Linked DNA regions of Sus scrofa: region 1 is linked to region 2. Evidence: chromatin contacts called from public HiChIP or PLAC-seq data. All regions are on one chromosome and are shown on one strand. The core of a region is the stretch at or near the end of the contact, and the rest is flanking DNA. Distances in the headings are between cores, read along the strand shown.

Region 1 (3,406 bases), core at 71-2,570, 160 kb after region 2:
TCCAGGTCACATCTGCAACCTACACCACAGCTCACGGCAATGCCAGATCCTTAACCCACTGAGCAAGGCCAGGGATAGAACCCAAATTCTCATGGATCCCAGTCGGGTTCACTACCTGAACCATAATGGGAACTCCTAGCCAATACATTTTTTAAACCAAAAAAATACTTTGTTTTTGGTTTTGTTGAAGTGTAGTTGATTTACAATGTTGTGTTAGTTCTGATGTACAACAAACTGATTCAGTTTTATGTATATATGTTATGTGTATATATTTCCATTCACGTTGCTGCAAATGGCACTATTCCCTTTTCTCCACTCCCTCTCCAACATTTATGTTTTTATTTATTTTTTAACTAAAGTTTATGCTTTATTCAGATTTCCTTAATTTTAACCTAATATCTTTTTTCTTTTTTTTTCTTTTTTTAACCATTTTAAAATTGAGGAAGGAGTTCCCCTTGTGGCACAGCGGAAACGAATCTGATTAGAAACCATGAGGTGGGTTCAACCTTGACCTTGCTCAGTGAGTTAAGGATCCTTGGCCTTGCCGTGAGCTATGGTGTAGGTTGCAGACACGGCTCAGATCTGGCATTGCTGAGGCTGTGGCGTATGCCAGCAGCACAGCTCCAATTAGACCCATAACCTGGGAACCTCCATATGCCATGAGTGTGGCCCTAAAAAGACAAAAATAAAATAAAAATAAAACGGATTTTCAGACTAAGATTTCCACCTCTGAGAGTCTCTGGTTATAGCGAATACAAAATAATAACAGCTCTTATTACAAACCTACCTTATACCAATCTCTTTTCTAAGTGGTAAACATAACATCTCATTTATTTTCACAACAAAGCTGTTAGTGGATTCCACTATCATTCCCATCATAGTAAGGAAATCAAGGCATGGAAAAGTAAAATAACTATCCAAGTGGTAGCCCTAGTAAATAGAATCTCCAGCTCCAGGAAGGCAGAGAGATGCTGCCTCCTCGGAGCTGCCCCCTCTACAGAGAAGCATCTTCCCATATGGCTGGGATCCGTGTTGGCCATGGCTCCATGGAGACACCAGTGCTTCAGGAGCCTGCTCTCCTTCCTGGTTTCACTGCCCAGTTTCTGTGGCACCACCAGCCCATAACTTAAACATTCCCCCCGCCCACCCAGGCCCCCACCTCAGTACAGTGACTTTCCCCCAAAGCTGTGTCACTCTCAACAGATGACACTCAGGAAAAAAGTTCTGTGGTTGAATCACAGTGACCACTTCCTGTATCATTCAGGGTCCCCTGTGCTCCAGAGCCCTCACTCTGCCATGCCCTGTTTAGTAATGAGCCATGATATGTATGACCCCTGGGCTGCCAGGGAGGCTTAGTCACCCCTTCCTTTGCCCTCATCCTACCAGGCTAAGAGGCACCAGCTTTCAACCTCAGCCCCGTCCAACAACCCTGCTAAGGAGAGCCTGGTGGGAGACCCTGGTTGTCCTGGGACTGGGTAAGGAGACAAAAGGATGACGATCCCAACCCCCCTAGACTGGTGATGTAAGGCTGATGGGGACAGGTAGGCGGATGTTCAAGCCTCAGCCGTGAAGTAAGGAGTAGTCACTGACCTTGTGGGCGCCTCGCGGGCACCCACTCAGAAGAGACTGCCATCTCCAAACATAGGAGTCAGGGCTCTGAGTGGAAAGACAAACACAGATGGGGTTGTGTGACTTGGGGGAAACCCCAGCTCTCTCCCAGTTGCTCAGAAAGGGCTTCCTGGAGGTTGACAAACTTCAGCGAACGTTGAATGTGAGAGCAGGAGTCATCAGCTACTTGCAGGGCTGTCTGGAGGGGGACGCTTCCTCTGGGTAAACGCAAAGAGCAGAATCTAGAAACATTGTTTACCACCTGTAGAATCTTAAACCTCTAGAGATGCTATTTCTTGCCCACCCTCCCCCAATGGGTAACCCAACATAAAACACTCTAATTTCTAAAAACAAAGGTAAGGAAGTCCAATCAAGTCTGATTTTTCTTATGATATGACCACACTTTGATGCTTTCTTTCCTTGTCTTTTTTAATAGTATCAAATATCAATATCCTTTGAATTTTTTTTTTTTATGGCTTCAGATGCCTCCACTTTGCTGATCTCATCAGCCTTGTTTGGTTGGCCTGTTGGACGATCTTGCACTGGGAACAGAGGATGGGTGTCCCTGAGTCACATGTCTTGTCTAATATGGGGAGATATTTCTAGCCATTGTGTTATGTGACCACTGAGTGGGCTGCCCCGGGAAGAAGTGCCTGGTCCTTGGTGTGTTCCCAACCCTACCGAGGTCAGAAGTTTCCATGATGAGGATGGGATGTGTGGGAGGGGGAGTCTGAGAGTCACCTTCTAAAGTCCCTTCCGGTTCAGGGATGCTAGGCTGGGAATTCTCAGCACTTCGAAAGGAAAATGTTCATGAGGCCTGTTCCGCACTAGAGCCTCTTGGGTCCTGATGGGAACTTTGAGGAGAAGAATTTCCCTTTGCACAGGGAAGGCCTTGGCTGGAGGCTTTGCGACAACCAGCCACTGCCACAAGATGGCGCCAGTGGTGACCAGGTGGGACTAAGGGGTGTCTGGGCCACCAATCCAAGTAGCCTCTGCTTTATAAGAGCTCCCTGAAGGTCACAACTGCCTTATGGTCCTTGTATGCCTGGTACTGGTCCCCAGTTAAATTAAGTGAATGAATAGTGTTAGGAGAAATGAGAAAGCATTATTTTTTAAGGCAGTACACAAATGCACATTCTATGGACAATAAATAAAATGCCTTCTGATTGTTTAGTGACCCTCCAAACGGATACACACACACACACACACACACACACACACACACACACACAAACCAAAAAACAAAAAAACAAAAAACTGGTCATGGTGTTTGTCCCTGGAAGGGGAGACCAAAGGACTAGGTCTGGGGGAGGGAGGGAGACTTTAGTCACTTAATGTCATTTTATCATGTGCATTTCTTAGTTACTTAAATTAACATTAAAAAGTTGGGTTAAAGAGTTTCCAAAGTTTCAGCAACCACAGCAGGCAAAATATGAGGTGGAACGGAAGTACTGGATGTTGCTGGTGCCTGATACTCCCCCGAAGGGGCTCTCCACCTTTTACTCAGCTTTATTGACTTCCGATTTACAATTTTCACAACACTAAAACGTTTATTGCTCATTAAACACACTGGGTTAAAAGCGAGCTTGTGGTGAGGTCAGCAAGCACACTTTTCCCAAGAGAGTTGTCAGGACAACGAGTGTTTCATCTTGGGGACCCACAACAGACAGTCAGGAAGATGACTGGAAGTTACTGGCCAAAGATTACCTTGTAGTCATTTTTTTTTTTTTTTTAAGAAAGTGAGTCAAAATACAAATACTTCCTTACTGGAGTTCCCATTGTGGCTCAGCAGTAAAGA
Region 2 (3,154 bases), core at 420-2,919:
GCAAGTGATGATGGAACCCAGACCTTGTTCACACAGAGTTTCACATCTAGTGGGGGGACATGGAGCTGAAACAAACACAGAACTGTAACAGACACTGTGCTCTGAAGGGAAAGAGCCAGGTGTCCAGAGGGGCGGTACCAGGAGACCTCAGTTCGTCAGGGGCTCAGAGGAAGTGTTGAGGCAGCTGTGCTATTTTGTGGCGGGTGGGCTGAGGCTGGGATGTGGCAAGCAAGCTATGCAGGCAGAAAAAAAACCATACCTGCCAGAAGAAAGCACACAGCTTAGGCCAGCCACCACCCAACCTGGGTACAAGGGGAGTCTTGGCATGAGAAGCAAACCACGGGCTCAGACAGGCCCCCAGCTTCCCCAGGGCTCAGGTCTCCAAGTACCAAACTGGGCAGCCCCAGGTTTTGTTAGGATATTTGCATGTCGTTTGCTTGCTCTTTCTCAACTTTATATTTTTCATTGCATTTAAACCCAGACCCTGCAATCTCTTTCTGTCTGTGTTTCTGTGTTCATATTTCAATGCCATCATTTCTGCTCTCCCTGAATTGTACTAGGCAAAAATAAATGTCTAGGAAAGAAGCCAGAAGACAGGAGAAAGACCCTCTGAGGGGCCCTAACTTGGAGTTTCCTTCCCTGGAGACCTTACTTCATGTCCAGTGCCAAAGGGGCAGTTCTGACTCTGCTCCCAGCTGGCTGTGTGACCTTGAGCAAGTCACCCACCCCTCTGGGTATTTGCTGCCTCATCTACGAAATGAATGGATCACATTATTTCATGGGTGCCTTACCTGGGATCCACAGGTAGGCTCTAAGTGGATCCAAGGATCTCTGGAATTATATGTAAAATCCAGTGGACATGAGTGTTGTGCATTTTTCTAGGGAGGATCCATAGCTCTCATTCAACTCTCAGAAAGGACCAGGATCCCAAAAGGATCGAGAACACCTGCCCTGTGAGATTCTGTGCACCCACAGCTTTCATGATTGTTAGGTTGTCAACTCATGTTGCATTAGAGGTGCACTTACTATAAAGCCCATGAGACATAAACATCCAGGGCCCTGCAAGAGCAGGGGATGCTAGGAGTGTTCTGGGCAGGGAGTAAGTCAGTTACAAACAGGACATGTTTCTGCGCGTGCATTTCTGACAAACTGCCTAAAAGGATTACTGAAGATATAGATCGAATCTGCAGGGTGTCAGCAATGTGCTGAGATTACCACCCCCACCCCCACCTCCCATCTAAATAAATATTTGCTTGGTATTTAACGTTGTTTTCATAGTTTTGCATTCTTTTTATGAATGAGTGCCCCCAAATTGTAAGTCTTTGGGCACCACACCCCCTGGATTCGCTCCTGGGTCTAGAATGTAACCAAAGCTGAGATGACCTAAGGACACAAACATTGGACAAGCTGGTGGCGGTCAGACACCCAGGGTGGTGATGGGGATCCCACATTCAGGTGCCAGCTCTCCTCAGCTTAGCCACCCCGGTTTCTGCTTCCTTCCCTTCCCTTCCCTTTCTCCTTTAAGGTGGATTCCAGGGAGTAGGTCGGAAATGACCTGAACTAGGGACAATGGCCGGGTATTCTTGACGTGGGAGTGGTGAGTGGTGTCTGCTGTGACTCAACCCCATACAGGCCCAGGGACGACACCTCCTTCAGAGTAGCCGCTGTGTTTCGTTTCAGGCAGCCCAGCTGTGTTCTGCATGACCGAATTGGACACCTCTCACTTCCTCTGCGAACGGAACTTGGTGTTTAGATGACGTGCAGGCAAGTCGGTTGTGTAAAATAGCACATCTCTACCTCGGTCCCCCGCCCCAACCCCCAGGCCTAAAAAAAGACAAGAAACAGCAAAATGCAACACCTGAAAGGAACTGGGCTTCCAGCAAGCACAAACTTTCGTAAGAGCCACAAGCACTGCCTGCAGGACTGGAGAGTGGCCTTGGTCACTCCTGAGACCTGCTCAAATCTCAGGTCAATGCATTCTTGGGTGTGGGACCCAGGCCAGAAGGAGGGTCCCAGCAATTGCAATAACCCTGTCATCAACTTGCCCAGCAAAGAGCACTTGCTCTGAGCCCCTGGGTCCTCATCCTCACAGGGACAGTGACTTGCGTCTTTGTGAGGCATAACTGGTGGCCCAGGTGGTGTCCAGTTCCCAGCAGGCACCTTGGGGGGTGGGAGGGGCAAAAAGAGCTGGCCTTGCCGGAGGGTCGAGCTGCTAAGGCACCGTCCTCCATGGAAGACCCTCCAGCCCACACTGCTTCCCACCCCAAACGCAGGGCAGTCCACAGTCCAAGCTTCAGGCCATCAAACCCTCCAAGTTAGAGGGAAGCCCGGTCTCCATGTGGACAGAAGTCCCAACTTTATAAGACGCACAAGAAGACAGATGTTTGATCTCTGCACCTGCCACTTCCTTCCTGCTCACAGGCTCAGTGGCTAGACCGTGACACATCGATGAACAAATCCTCCAGGAATGATGCGCCTTGGAAGTTCTTGGCTGAGTGAAAATAAGCAAATACGTGGAAATATCTCCAAGTCATGTGAGGCTGCGTTGGTCTGTGGCAGCCGAGAACAATTTCTGCCAGGTGGGCTGCATTCATGCCACAAGGGCCGGACTCCCCTCCCACAGGTCTGCTGGGCTGAAGACAGTGGGAGATAAACAGGCAGAGGGCACCGTGGGAAAAGTCGGAGGCTCACAGCCCGAGAACTGGGGCATCACTGCCATTTGCTGGGCCTTCTTTTCCCGTCTGGGGGTGACTCTAGCCCCCACCTCGGAGAGATGGTGGGAGGATTATAAATGACCACAATTTAGCATGGTTTCTGGCACGCACTGGGTGCTCAGTGCGTATTCATGCCCCCCTTCCATCTTTCTGAGCCCCTTCCCCTTCTTCCCACTGCTCTGTCTCCCTGACGACGGTGGTCACCTGTGGGACCCGCCAGCCTTTCTGGCCCCACTCGCTCTCATCACCTTCTTCAGCAGCTGCAGAGGCCTGTGGGTCCTCTCACCTTTGCATCTTGCTTTCCTGTTTCTTCCCCAAACACCCTGCTGTGGCAGGTCTCTTGTCTGGTCTGGACGCCCGCATGCCTTAGGCTGGTTCTGTGCTCCGAGGCCGGATGCTGTTCTGCCAACTCATGGACTTTGCTTTGTTTATGCACCTGC

What was found. HiChIP or PLAC-seq counts read pairs in DNA pulled down with a chosen protein or histone mark.
Region 1: an H3K27ac HiChIP or PLAC-seq map of alveolar macrophages shows a contact between it and region 2, with 5 times the contacts expected there. The contact joins two enhancer-like sites. A contact is called at or near these places in 1 of 47 Hi-C or Micro-C datasets (embryonic fibroblasts) and 1 of 2 datasets of contacts at active chromatin or transcription factors (alveolar macrophages).

Annotation. Positions count from the first base shown.
Region 1 is chr14:120,945,096-120,948,501 of Sscrofa11.1, forward strand. No RefSeq gene overlaps it. Among named protein-coding and RNA genes, the nearest start is that of SMC3, 23 kb to the right of the region's middle. Within about 2 kb of position 1,321, at least 11 of the 83 cell types and tissues checked have an H3K27ac peak or open chromatin away from gene starts, as enhancers often do. A contact at or near this core is called in alveolar macrophages, where this site is marked.
Region 2 is chr14:120,787,117-120,790,270 of Sscrofa11.1, forward strand. No RefSeq gene overlaps it. Among named protein-coding and RNA genes, the nearest start is that of SMNDC1, 49 kb to the left of the region's middle. Within about 2 kb of position 1,670, at least 17 of the 83 cell types and tissues checked have an H3K27ac peak or open chromatin away from gene starts, as enhancers often do. A contact at or near this core is called in alveolar macrophages, where this site is marked.